2 separate regions of the Rattus norvegicus genome follow, and region 1 is linked to region 2. The links are chromatin contacts, called in public Hi-C maps. All regions are on one chromosome and are shown on one strand. Each heading gives the region's core, a stretch centred on a gene start, on an enhancer-like site or on the middle of the called end of the contact. The rest is flanking DNA. Distances are from core to core; before and after follow the strand shown.

Region 1 (5,233 bases), core at 2,327-4,826, 92 kb after region 2:
TTTTTATTTTATGTTTAACCATGTCTACATGTGTATGCCACATATGTGCCGGTCTACAGAATCCAGAAGAGACCATTGGCTCCCCTAGAACCGGGATTGTAAGTGGTTGGTCATAAGTCACCCGATATGGATGCTCGCAACTGAACTCAGGTTCACTGCCAGAATAGTAAATGCTCTTAACCACCAAACCATTTTTCTAGCCCCCATTTCTAGAACTTTCCATTTAATATGTTCAGCCCTCAGTTGGCCAGTGGTAACTGAAATCACAAAGGAGAAACACTCTCCTTAGAAAGGAAGAGAACAAACAAGCACAAAAGCATACGCGTTCTATTACTGTGTGCATTGAGACAAGTCAGCACTACAGGGTCCCGTACACACTCAAGGCACAAACAGCAGAACGTGTGTCTCGTGAGAACAAGGTTGAAATACAAGAGGGTTACTTCAAATAGATGAGGGGGGTTGTGTTCCAAAATTTAATGAAAATAGTGTCTTATTTGTGTACACATGTCTCTCTCTGTGTGTGTGTATGTGTTTTCATAGGGTGTACATGTGTGTGTGAGAGAGAACACATATGTGCACGTGAGGGTGGAGACCAGAGATCAGCCCTGGATATCATTCCTCAGCCACTATCCATTCTCTTTTAGAGACAGTCTTTCCACGGAGCCTAGAACGTACCAAGTGGGCTAGACTGACCTGTCGGCGAGCCACAGCGATCACCTAGGTCGCCTTCCCAGACCTGAGAGTACAAGTTCACCGCATCTGGTCTCTTTCACATGGGTTCTGGGGACCAAACTCGGGTCCTCATGTTTGCACAGCAAGCACTTTAACCAACTGGGCTATCTCACTCCAGCCTAAGAATGAGTGTCTTCAAACACAGAGAAAGAGATGAACCATGACTGTTATGAAGAGATGGGGTCCTGGGAGGCCAGCAGAGAAAGCCTTCTAAGACATTGTCCCTGGGTGGGCCTGGGGACAGGGGAGGAGAGGGAAGGTGACCCTTCTGTGTTCAGTCCCTACTTTTCTTCCCCATGTTTCAAGTCTGAGCATGGATTAGCTTCACTGAGACAGGAAAGAAAGACAGAAAAATGGCTCCTTATGAGTACAGACAGAGAGTCGGAAGAGCGGCAGCGTCAGGAGACACTTCTGACATCCACATGGGGACTGCCTGGTATCTAGACCTTGGTATCACCTGGTTGTGAGAAGTAAGGCCTTCTCCTATGCGCTCCATGCCACTCCATGTTTCTGGTTTCGTTTGTGACAGGGTTCCCTGTTCATGGGTTCTCTCAGGGAGACGAATGGTAAACACTCATTCCTCCTTCCTGAGGCTCAGAGGGCTAGCTCAGCCAGGAGAGGAGAGGCTCTGGGTGGCCAGGTCACAGCCTGCAACAGAGATGGGCACTCAGGCCCCATTCAGATCAGGTGAAGCCAGTTGAGGTCCTGGATCTCTTTATTCTTTTTCTACTATGAAGGAGTGGAAGGGTAAGGGAGACATACCGGTGAGCACATGCAGAGCCAGTGTGTACCTAGGACAAGAGTCAAAGTCACTGGTGACCTGATGTTTGCTGGGGAGAATGTCACATTGTCTCTATCCCGAGTCCTTAGTGCAAGCTTGTCTGTTAAACATTTCTCTAAAACACTAAAGGAAATGGCTTTTTAAAACTGTGCTCCAGCCCCTGTCTCCTCTTACCCAGTACCTAGACAAGGACGGCGAGGTGGGGCAAGCATCATTTCTAAGCAGGCCACAGGAGAGTGCTACAGGTACATGCTACCACTTCTCCCCAGCTCGCCTGAGCCGCAAGCTCACCCAAAGCCTTAACACCTCATGGTTTCTACTGGAAAGAGTAAAACTCAGGGGTCACGCTTGGCCTGAGTTTTGACACCGGAGACTCTGGAGTTACCCAGCCACGGAGAGCTCGGCTACATGGCTCCTCCCCATTGCCCTCGGGTACAGAGGGTCTGTTTAAAAAATCAGTAACCAACATCCCCACACAAGTAGCAGTTCCATAGATTTGAGATAGGAGCCGAAATGGTGAGCTTCCTGCAAGCCAAGGCCCATACCAAATGGCATCTGCTTGTGCGTCTTCCCTTAAGGTCAGTACCCCAGGCCTGGATGCTATGGTACCCATTGAACTTGGAAGCTCCCACGTTTAACCCCTCAGAAAGACCAGTCGAAAAGCCAAGGAGAAGGGGTAGGAGGAGGGACAGGAGGAGGACAAAGAAGAGGAGGGCGAGGAGAAAGAAGAGAGCACTAAGTATCAGTGTCCTGACAGTGGATTGCTGTTATGGGTCTAGACCAGCCACGGGTCCTTCAGGGCTGCCCAGATCCCTTGGCCAGAAGGTCCCTGTAGAAGCAGAGCCATGAGCATGCTCCTGAGAGTCAGAGGGATGCAGGCTGGAAAACCGGTTCTCATTTTCTTGGTGTGGAAGAGTGAGCCACCTTCCCTCCCTGTGTCTGTAGAAGTCACACTCCCACCCCATGCAACAAACAGACCCAGCCAAGGAAACCCAAATGGGTTCTGGCTTACAGGGACCTCTGAATGCTGAGCAGATATAAAACCTGGAAAATGGGGTGAGAGAAGCCCAGGATCCTGCAGAGCAGAGGAAGGCGTGTTTTATAAATGCTCCATCAAATTCCATCAATTTCCTGAAAGTTCCGGCTGGGTGAAGTGGAAGAAACAAAATAGTTAAATTCCCTCTCTCTGTCTCTGTCTCTGTCTCTCTGTCTCTGTCTCTCTGTCTCTCTGTCTCTCTGTCTCTGTCTCTCTGTCTCTGTCTCTCTGTCTCTCTGTCTCTCTGTCTCTGTCTCTCTGTCTCTCTGTCTCTCTGTCTCTGTCTCTCTGTCTCTCTGTGTCTCTCTCTCTCTCTCTCTCTCTCTCACACACACACACACACACACACACACACACACACACACACACTGCCCTCTGTAGATGTACACAGATGGACTACCCTTCTGGTATTTGCATGACACAACTAATTCCCTTCTCGAGACGCCTTCAACCTTGCTCTGAAGATTGTTTGGGGCACGTATCTGAGGGAGAGGGGCCTGAGAAGTATTTTCCAGCTTGACCATTAAAATTCATTCCACCAAGGTGAAGAGGGCCATGCCATCTGCTTACTTTAACTCTGCTGTGGGCCCTGTCACAGCGGGAAGAAGCCCTGGCTCCTCCTCTGGCAGGCAGCGTTCCGGGGCTCCGAAGTGCATTCCCTAGATGCTTCTGCCCCAGCCCCTTCCAGGTGGACGACCTCATCGTCCAGGAGCAAGTTGTGAGAACAGCAGCTAAGTTTAGCGGCCAGCTCTGTGGATGCGCAAGGTTTCTATTATTAAACCCGCATGGGATAAATATTTCCCCCGTGACACAGCTGCTCCTGGCATGCAGGAACTCCTGTCCCCAGATCCATCCCAAATAGGGAAGCTCACGGAGATCGAGAACTGGGTTGCGGGGATCCCAAAGAATGCAACGATTGGAAAGTCTCCAGCTCATGTTTGAGATGCTTCTCCCATGAGGTGCAGAAAAGGAACCTTGGATTCTGAGATACAGGATCCTGTGACCACAAAGACACACGGGGGCTGCTGCCTGCACCGTTCTCTGGTGGCTCACAGGCTGGGCATGGTTGCAGGCTGCGCTCCCAGCTCAATTCCACACAGCTGCACTCAGAGAAACATAGCTTGCAGTTTCAGCTGTCAAAAGTGCCAGGATCCCCACCTCAGAAACTCCAGCGCCTTTTGAAACCCGAGATGGATTTCTCCACCAGGAAGACTAACTAAGCGCTTCAGAAAGTAACCCTGAAATAACCTGAAAATAACCTGAAAGCCCAGGAGTGTGAAGCTGCACGGTAGCCAATAAATGCCAGTGCTCACCCTGACCCAGGCACCGGGGTTCAGATCATGACGTCACAACTCAATGGCGTGAGGATGGTCGCTGACTTTGTTTCTCCCTTGTTTCTTTGCTAACGACAAATATCTCTTGCCCGCTGCATGCCAATCATAGTTCTAGATGACAGACACCAACCGGACGAAGGAAGAGATGAGGGACGTAATCTAAAAGGGGAGGAGAGCCAAAACCAAGCTCAATGGAAGGACAGTGTTCTGTCCAGGAATGCTGAATGCCTCAGAGAACAGCAGAGCAGGCCCGGTGGAGAGAGACTTCTGAGAGGGTATCTTAGCGTGCATCACAGAACAAGAGAGACAGGCAGTCGGGAAGTGGAAAAGTTCTACAGGGTCAGGAATGGGGGAGAATTAGCCTCCCAATACGAAAAGCAAAAGGCTTGAGGTGAAGGCTGGATTTGGAAGCGTGATGTGGTGTAGCCGGGATCCCGGCCTGACCATCTAGGCCTGATGGGGATGTGTGACATCTTGGGACTTAGTTTAAATGCAGTGGCCAAGCAATGCAGGTGTTACTATACTTCATCCGTTTCCACCTCACTGTTCCAATCAATCCCCCGATAAAACACAACTCAGGGGGAGGAGGGCTCCCTTTTGGCTGCTGGTTCGAGGAGTTTTTTGATCACTGCGCTTGGGGGCGGGGGAGTGTTTTTCAGGAGAAGCAGGAGGTCGTTTGCTCATATCTTGACAGACCAGGAAACAGAGACAGGGCAGGAAGTGGAACTGGTTTGTAAAATCCCAGGGCCCACCCAGAGCGACTCACTTCCTTCAGAGAGGCTCCACCTTCAAAAGGTTCCACAACCTCCCCCAAACAGAACCACCAGCTGGGGACCACGTGTCCAAACACATGTGCCTGTGGGGAAACATTTCAATATTCAGACCACATCACTGCCCTGTAGCACTATCTTATTAAAGGCTGATCAGATGTCACTCACAATCCAAATTGATCATGTGTTAATGCTGTTACAGGCAGAGAGTTTAAGGCAAAGCCTCCTCCTAGAGAACCAACCCCTCCTTCTGAATCGCTGTCACTGATATGTAATCATTAGGACCGGACAGGTGGCTTAGAGCACTTGATGCCCAATCAGAGGAACAGCAGCGTTGGGATCCCCAATCCCCATGTAATAAGGTTGGTGAACACTTGTAACTCCAGCTCTGAGAGACACAATGCCTTCCTTCTTCTGGCCTCTGTGCATGTACACACACACACACACACACACACACACACACACACACACACATACACACAAATATATATACAGATACAGAAACCATCGCAGAAATAAATTCTTTTAAAATTGTAGTCATTAAGAAACAGCCAGGAAAATTGACTGTATTGTCTGCCCA
Region 2 (5,608 bases), core at 3,045-5,544:
TGCTATGAAAAATAGAATCCAAATCTACGCCCTGCTGAGAAAGGCTGTGAGCATCCTTCTCTCCATTCTTTGTCTTGACCTCCTCCTAGAACCCTTGCTTCTGGAGGGGCACCTACCCAGGGTAATGCAGGAAGCATTTTCTTCTCAGATGTCACTCAGCTCCCCACTGGAACAGAAGAAGGTGATGAAAACATTTAGGTATCGCCTACCCAAGGCAGGATCTCCTAGATTGAGTTGGGTGACATGGTTAGAAGAGGGAAGTCATTGCAAGTCAGGTCTCCCGATGGGACCTTTTTCTTCTAGTCCTGCAATGCCCAGAGCATGTGTAGACTTATTGCACAACCTCCCACCAGGACACCTTGTTCCAAAGACATTGTGGCCCAGGAGATTGACAACTGACATGATCCAAAGGTTGTCACATGACTCTAGACACCGAAACAAAACAGAAATATAATCTTTCCAGTTCATGTAAACCCAGGGGGATTGAAATACATGGAACTGGGGCTGCCAGCACTCAGTGTCTGTCATGGTTTTACTGTGTGAAAACCTAGCAGCCTGTCTGAGCACAGCATGTGCCCCTCAGGTCACATGCAGGGTTCTTACTGCCTCCAGATCAATACCCCAGGAGGAACAGGGAAGGGAAAGCTCCCACCACAAGAGGAGAAATAGTCGTGAGTAAGAAAAATCAGGCACGGTGTACAAGATCAAGCTAGTCAAAATCCCAGCATGGTTGGGCCCTAAAGCCCCAGCACTATTGGAAAAGTGATTGACAGTCAATTGCTGCTAAGGGAGAGACAGTCCCTTTCCTTGGGGGACATGACTGTTGGTAGGTTGCTCAGACCACAGTGAGTGTCCATAGACCCATGTGCAAATTGGCCACACCAATTGGGCCTGAGTGGTTAATAACAACAAAGCCAAACAATATGAAAAAGACAGGAAATAGAAGGGATTTGGGGTGGGACACTAAAGAGGAGTTAAAGAAGAAAATGGGTAGAGGATCACTATACATTGTGTAAATGTACTGAACTATCAGATTATAAAATATTATTAAAAAGAAGAGAAGTATAGATTTTGCAATAGCTACGCTGCTTAAAAACAAGTATGAAGGACAAGAGGTAGTTAATGCAGTCAGAAGACATCAAGCCATGACTAAACTTTGAGCCTGCAGCTGGGGCCATTGTAAGAATTGCTGTTATCTCAGGTCGCAAACAGAGAGGATGAACAAATGCACCCTTTTCTGGTGTGCATAAGTCTACTTGGGCTACGGACCAAATGATGTAAACAGAGGGCATTTATTTCTCAGTTTTAGAGACTGGGAAGTCCAAGATCAAGATACCTGTGAAGGAGGGATCCTATTGTGATGACATGACATCTTCAATGTGGATCTGTGGACCCGTGGCTATGTGGGTCTGTGGATCTGTAGATCTGTGAATCTGTGGATCTGTGGCTCTGTGGCTATGTGGATCTGTGGATCTGTAGATCTGTGGATCTGTGGCTATGTGGATCTGTGGATCTTTGGCTCTGTGGCTATATGGATCTGTGAATCTGTGGCTCTGTGGATATGTGACTATGTGGATCTGTGGATCTGTGGCTATGTGGATCTGTGGATCTATGGCTATGTGGCTACGTGGATCTGTGGATCTGTGGATCTGTAGATCTGTGGATATGTGACTATGAGGATCTGTGGCTATGTGGATCTATATGGATCTGTAGATCTGTGGCTATGTGGCTATGTGGATCTGTGGCTATGTGGCTATATGGCTATATGGATCTGTGGCTATGTGGGTCTGTGGATCTGTAGATCTGTGGATATGTGACTATGTGGATCTGTGGCTATGTGGATCTATATGGATCTATGGATCTGTGGCTATGTGGCTATGTGGGTCTGTGGCTATGTGGATCTGTGACTATGTGGATCTGTGGCTATGTGGCTGTGTGGATCTGTGATTATGTGGATCTGTGGCTATGTGGCTATGTGGATCTATGGATCTGTGGCTATGTGGTTATGTGGATCTGTGGATCTGTGGCTATGTGGCTATGTGAAGGATGTGGGAGCCAGCTCTGTGCTATCTCAGTATCTCTTGTAAGAAAATCACTTCTGCTGTACCAGGGACATGTTTATGATCTCATGTAGTGACTCCCATAGAGAATTTGTTTCTAATTCTAACACAATACCATTGAGCATTGGGGCTTTGATACAGGAGGTTGCTGGTATTGGGACATTCAGCCGTCAACCCTGAGGTATGGGCAACAAGATCCTCACTCTGTTACAGATTAAAAACTCGTGAAGATAAACCCATTTTTAACATGCCACTCTGTAGTGAGGGACACCAACCAAGAAGAAAGGCACAAAGGACTGACATAATGTCTGGGCACAAGATAATGGTTTTTAAAGTCCTTGACATGAGAAACATAGCCTTCTGTTTCCCACAGACTGGGACTCAGAAGATAAGAGATACACTGGGACTTGAGATTGTCCTCTGATCATGTCAGTCACATAGGAGACTGCCTGCAACTTCCCAACTCTCAGAGATCTGAGACACACAGATGTCAGTCACCAGCTAGAATAGAGAGGGACCTTGTACCTCCTGCTTATCTTTGACTCTTTGGTAAACTTTGAGCACACCCTTTCCTGAAAATGGGCCAGGATGATTTATTTCTTACAGAGGTTGTGACCAATAGCATTGCTCTCAGATGACCCAGTAACAGCCATCTTTGGTGGTGTGCCGATACTTTGTAATTTATTTCTAGGAGTCAAGGCCGACAAGCAGACATCCTTTAAGAAAATCTGTCCTGCTGGGTGGTGGTGGTGCACACCTTTAATCCCAGTAGTTGATAGGAAGAGGCAGGCAGATCTCTGAGTTTGAGGCCAGCCTGGTCTAGAGAGTGATTTCCAGGAAAACCAGAACTATGCAGAGAAACCCTGTCTTGAAATAAAAGCAAGCACAAAAAGGAGTGACAGAAAATGTTGTCCTAGTATATAAAATCTTAGGCTAGAATGGTACTCTTCAAGGACCATCAGTTCAGTCTGATGAAGATGGCAGCTGCTTTCACTAGGGCTACATTCTTTTAGTCACTGTTACTGGGATCCCCAGAGAAGGCAGAATGGAGACCTAAATATACCTTCAAGTCCCTATGCCTGCCTGCCTGAAAATATCTCCCTATTTCCTTTTGGCTTTTTCCATCCAAGTTACCAAGGGAGTGTGTGTGTGTGTGTGTGTGTGTGTGTGTGTGTGTGTGTGTGTGTGTGTGTGTGAGAGAGAGAGAGAGAGAGAGAGAGAGAGAGATCTCCAGTTCAGCTGGATGGCCCCCAGAGATCCTTTTTTCCACCTCCCCACCACTGGGATTGAAGGGCTGTGCCACCACATCCAGCTTTTTGCACAAGACTGTTGGGAATCGATCTTGTGTCCTAACGCTCACACAGTGCAATTTACTAACTCAGTCATCCCCCCAGCCCCCAAGGTCTTAATAGTTTTAAAAGCAAATGCCCAGAGAGATACGGTGTGTCCCTAACTGTTTTAGTTACCTAGTTAATACTAATGCTTCTAGGATTATGCACACCAAGCCTTGCCCACATGCAACGGTGTGCTAAGTGTGAGAAGAGAGTCAGGGTCCCATTACTGTCCCAGAGGAACTCAGACACAGATAGAGTTCCTGGCAATACAGGAACCTGGGGGAATATGTCTGGTACATGGATACCTTGCAACAGAAGCTCCTCAGAATAATAGTCTAGGGACATTTAGAGTCTCTTGAAGCAGCAATGTGGATGAAAACTGAGAAGGACCTGCTACTTGTTGATTCGTACAGGATCATACTCAGGTAGCTTTCGTGTATGGCCCAGGACAAGGCCTAGGGAATGATATTGCCCACATTCAGCTGGCCCTCCTACATTAATTAACAGTCAAGACAGTGACCCACAGGCCAATTTAATCTAGGAAACTTCTTAGTTCAAGCTGTCTTCTTAGGTACTTCCTAGATTGTGTCAAATACACACACACACACACACACACACACACACACACACTATAACTCAATTATAATATCCACAGCTAATAATATATTGCTTACCATGCTCAGTAAACACTTTATCTGTAGATCTTTGAGGATATCTGAAGAAAACCCTTGTTGATTTTCATAGGTACCCAGCCAATTACCATGAATACTCCTGATGGATCAGGCTGCTAACAAAACTAGGTCAAACCTAAAATAGAATCTCTGGTAAGTATTCTGGGCAGATAGACCAGGGACCTGGGGGGTGGGGGGGTGGGAGTCAGGTTTCAGAGGGGTCAACTATCTGACCAAGTCCTGACACCTCACCTAGCTGCATGTCCCCTTCAACCCCAGAAAGTGCCACTGTGCTCACCTTCTCAAGAAACATCTTCTCATTCTGAATTCAGACTCAGCAAGAGACACCTGAAACAGAGACTTTCTGGGCCACAGGAAGCACTTTGAAAGTGTTTATATAACACTAGGTTCTCTAAACATAAGGCTGTACCCTGCTGGTGTGTCAGGGGCTGCTGGATCATCTGAATGGTGGATATATACACAGCCAGGGGTCCTCTGAGGTCACACAGCAGTATCTGCTATTGCTGTGTGTGAGATGTAAGATGCTCTCAGCAGACTCTTGGCAAAGAAGCCTATTTGTCCTATTAGCCAGGGCAACTGAACACACTTGACCTCATAGCCTCACATCTTATTTTTCTGAAACTTGTATTACATCCCCTGCATCAGTGGCCTACACTGTGGGATTTGCTGTGTCACACAGTTACAAAATCCTCCAAAAGTTGGGCTCTTGAAAGCTAAAATCCAAATCCTAGTACTCCCTTAAAGTTTTCACTGAGTAGAAAGCTCTAGCTTCTAAATTCTCTCCCTTTTAATACATTTTGTGGTGTGTGTGTGTGTGTGTGTGTGTGTGTGTGTGTGTGTGTGTATGTGTATATATATGAATGTGTGTGCATGTTCATGTATGTAGGTGCACATGTCAGGGTTCACATTCATAAGTGTGCAGACACAGGCAGAGGCCAGAGGTCAACCTCAGATGTTGTTCCTTGAGGAATATCTGTGGGAAATGAGACCCTCTCTCCCATAAATTAAAGAGACTAGTGAAAGTGAAGGAGTTTTGATATAACATTCTGTAGATAGGAGAAGCAGTATAGATAAAAGGCAAAGAAAACTACCTCCTTCAGTCCAATTTTAAGTTTTAAAGGAAATAACTAAGCAGTTGGAGGGCGACCACACATTTAGAAATTGGAAGGTGCATACATGGTTTTGTTTGCGTGCGCAACAGCTGGGCAGAGCAAAGGCTTCCTTTAAACAGTGCCTACTCCAGCAGCTGCTCTCTCCCACCAGTAGGCAGGTGGCTGGAATGGCATTCGACATAGTCTCCTGTCCAGTGCCACCAGGGATCAAAAACAGCAGCTGTTGTTCATTCCAGTCCCATGCTGATACAACTCAGGGGCATTTCTGGAGAGTTCTGTGAGTGAGTCACTGACTTCCCTGAATCCTGGTGATGGTGACTCTGCTCAATTCCCTAACAGCCATTACATTCTTAGTCAATTTAACTGTATTGTATAGCAATTCCCCCTGAATTGAAACAGTCTGTCCGGGA

What was found. Hi-C and Micro-C count contacts between places; a contact is called where the count stands out from the background.
Region 1: a Hi-C map of psoas muscle shows a contact between it and region 2, with 4 times the contacts expected there. The contact joins two enhancer-like sites. A contact is called at or near these places in 2 of 12 Hi-C or Micro-C datasets (liver and psoas muscle).

Annotation. Positions count from the first base shown.
Region 1 is chr17:13,300,210-13,305,442 of GRCr8, forward strand. No RefSeq gene overlaps it. Among named protein-coding and RNA genes, the nearest start is that of Gadd45g, 230 kb to the right of the region's middle. Within about 2 kb of position 3,577, at least 15 of the 93 cell types and tissues checked have an H3K27ac peak or open chromatin away from gene starts, as enhancers often do.
Region 2 is chr17:13,207,512-13,213,119 of GRCr8, forward strand. LOC134482818 (a long non-coding RNA gene) reads left to right here. Exons shown (of 3, transcript XR_010059395.1): 2 at 4,139-4,218. Among named protein-coding and RNA genes, the nearest start is that of Diras2, 300 kb to the left of the region's middle. Within about 2 kb of position 4,295, at least 6 of the 93 cell types and tissues checked have an H3K27ac peak or open chromatin away from gene starts, as enhancers often do.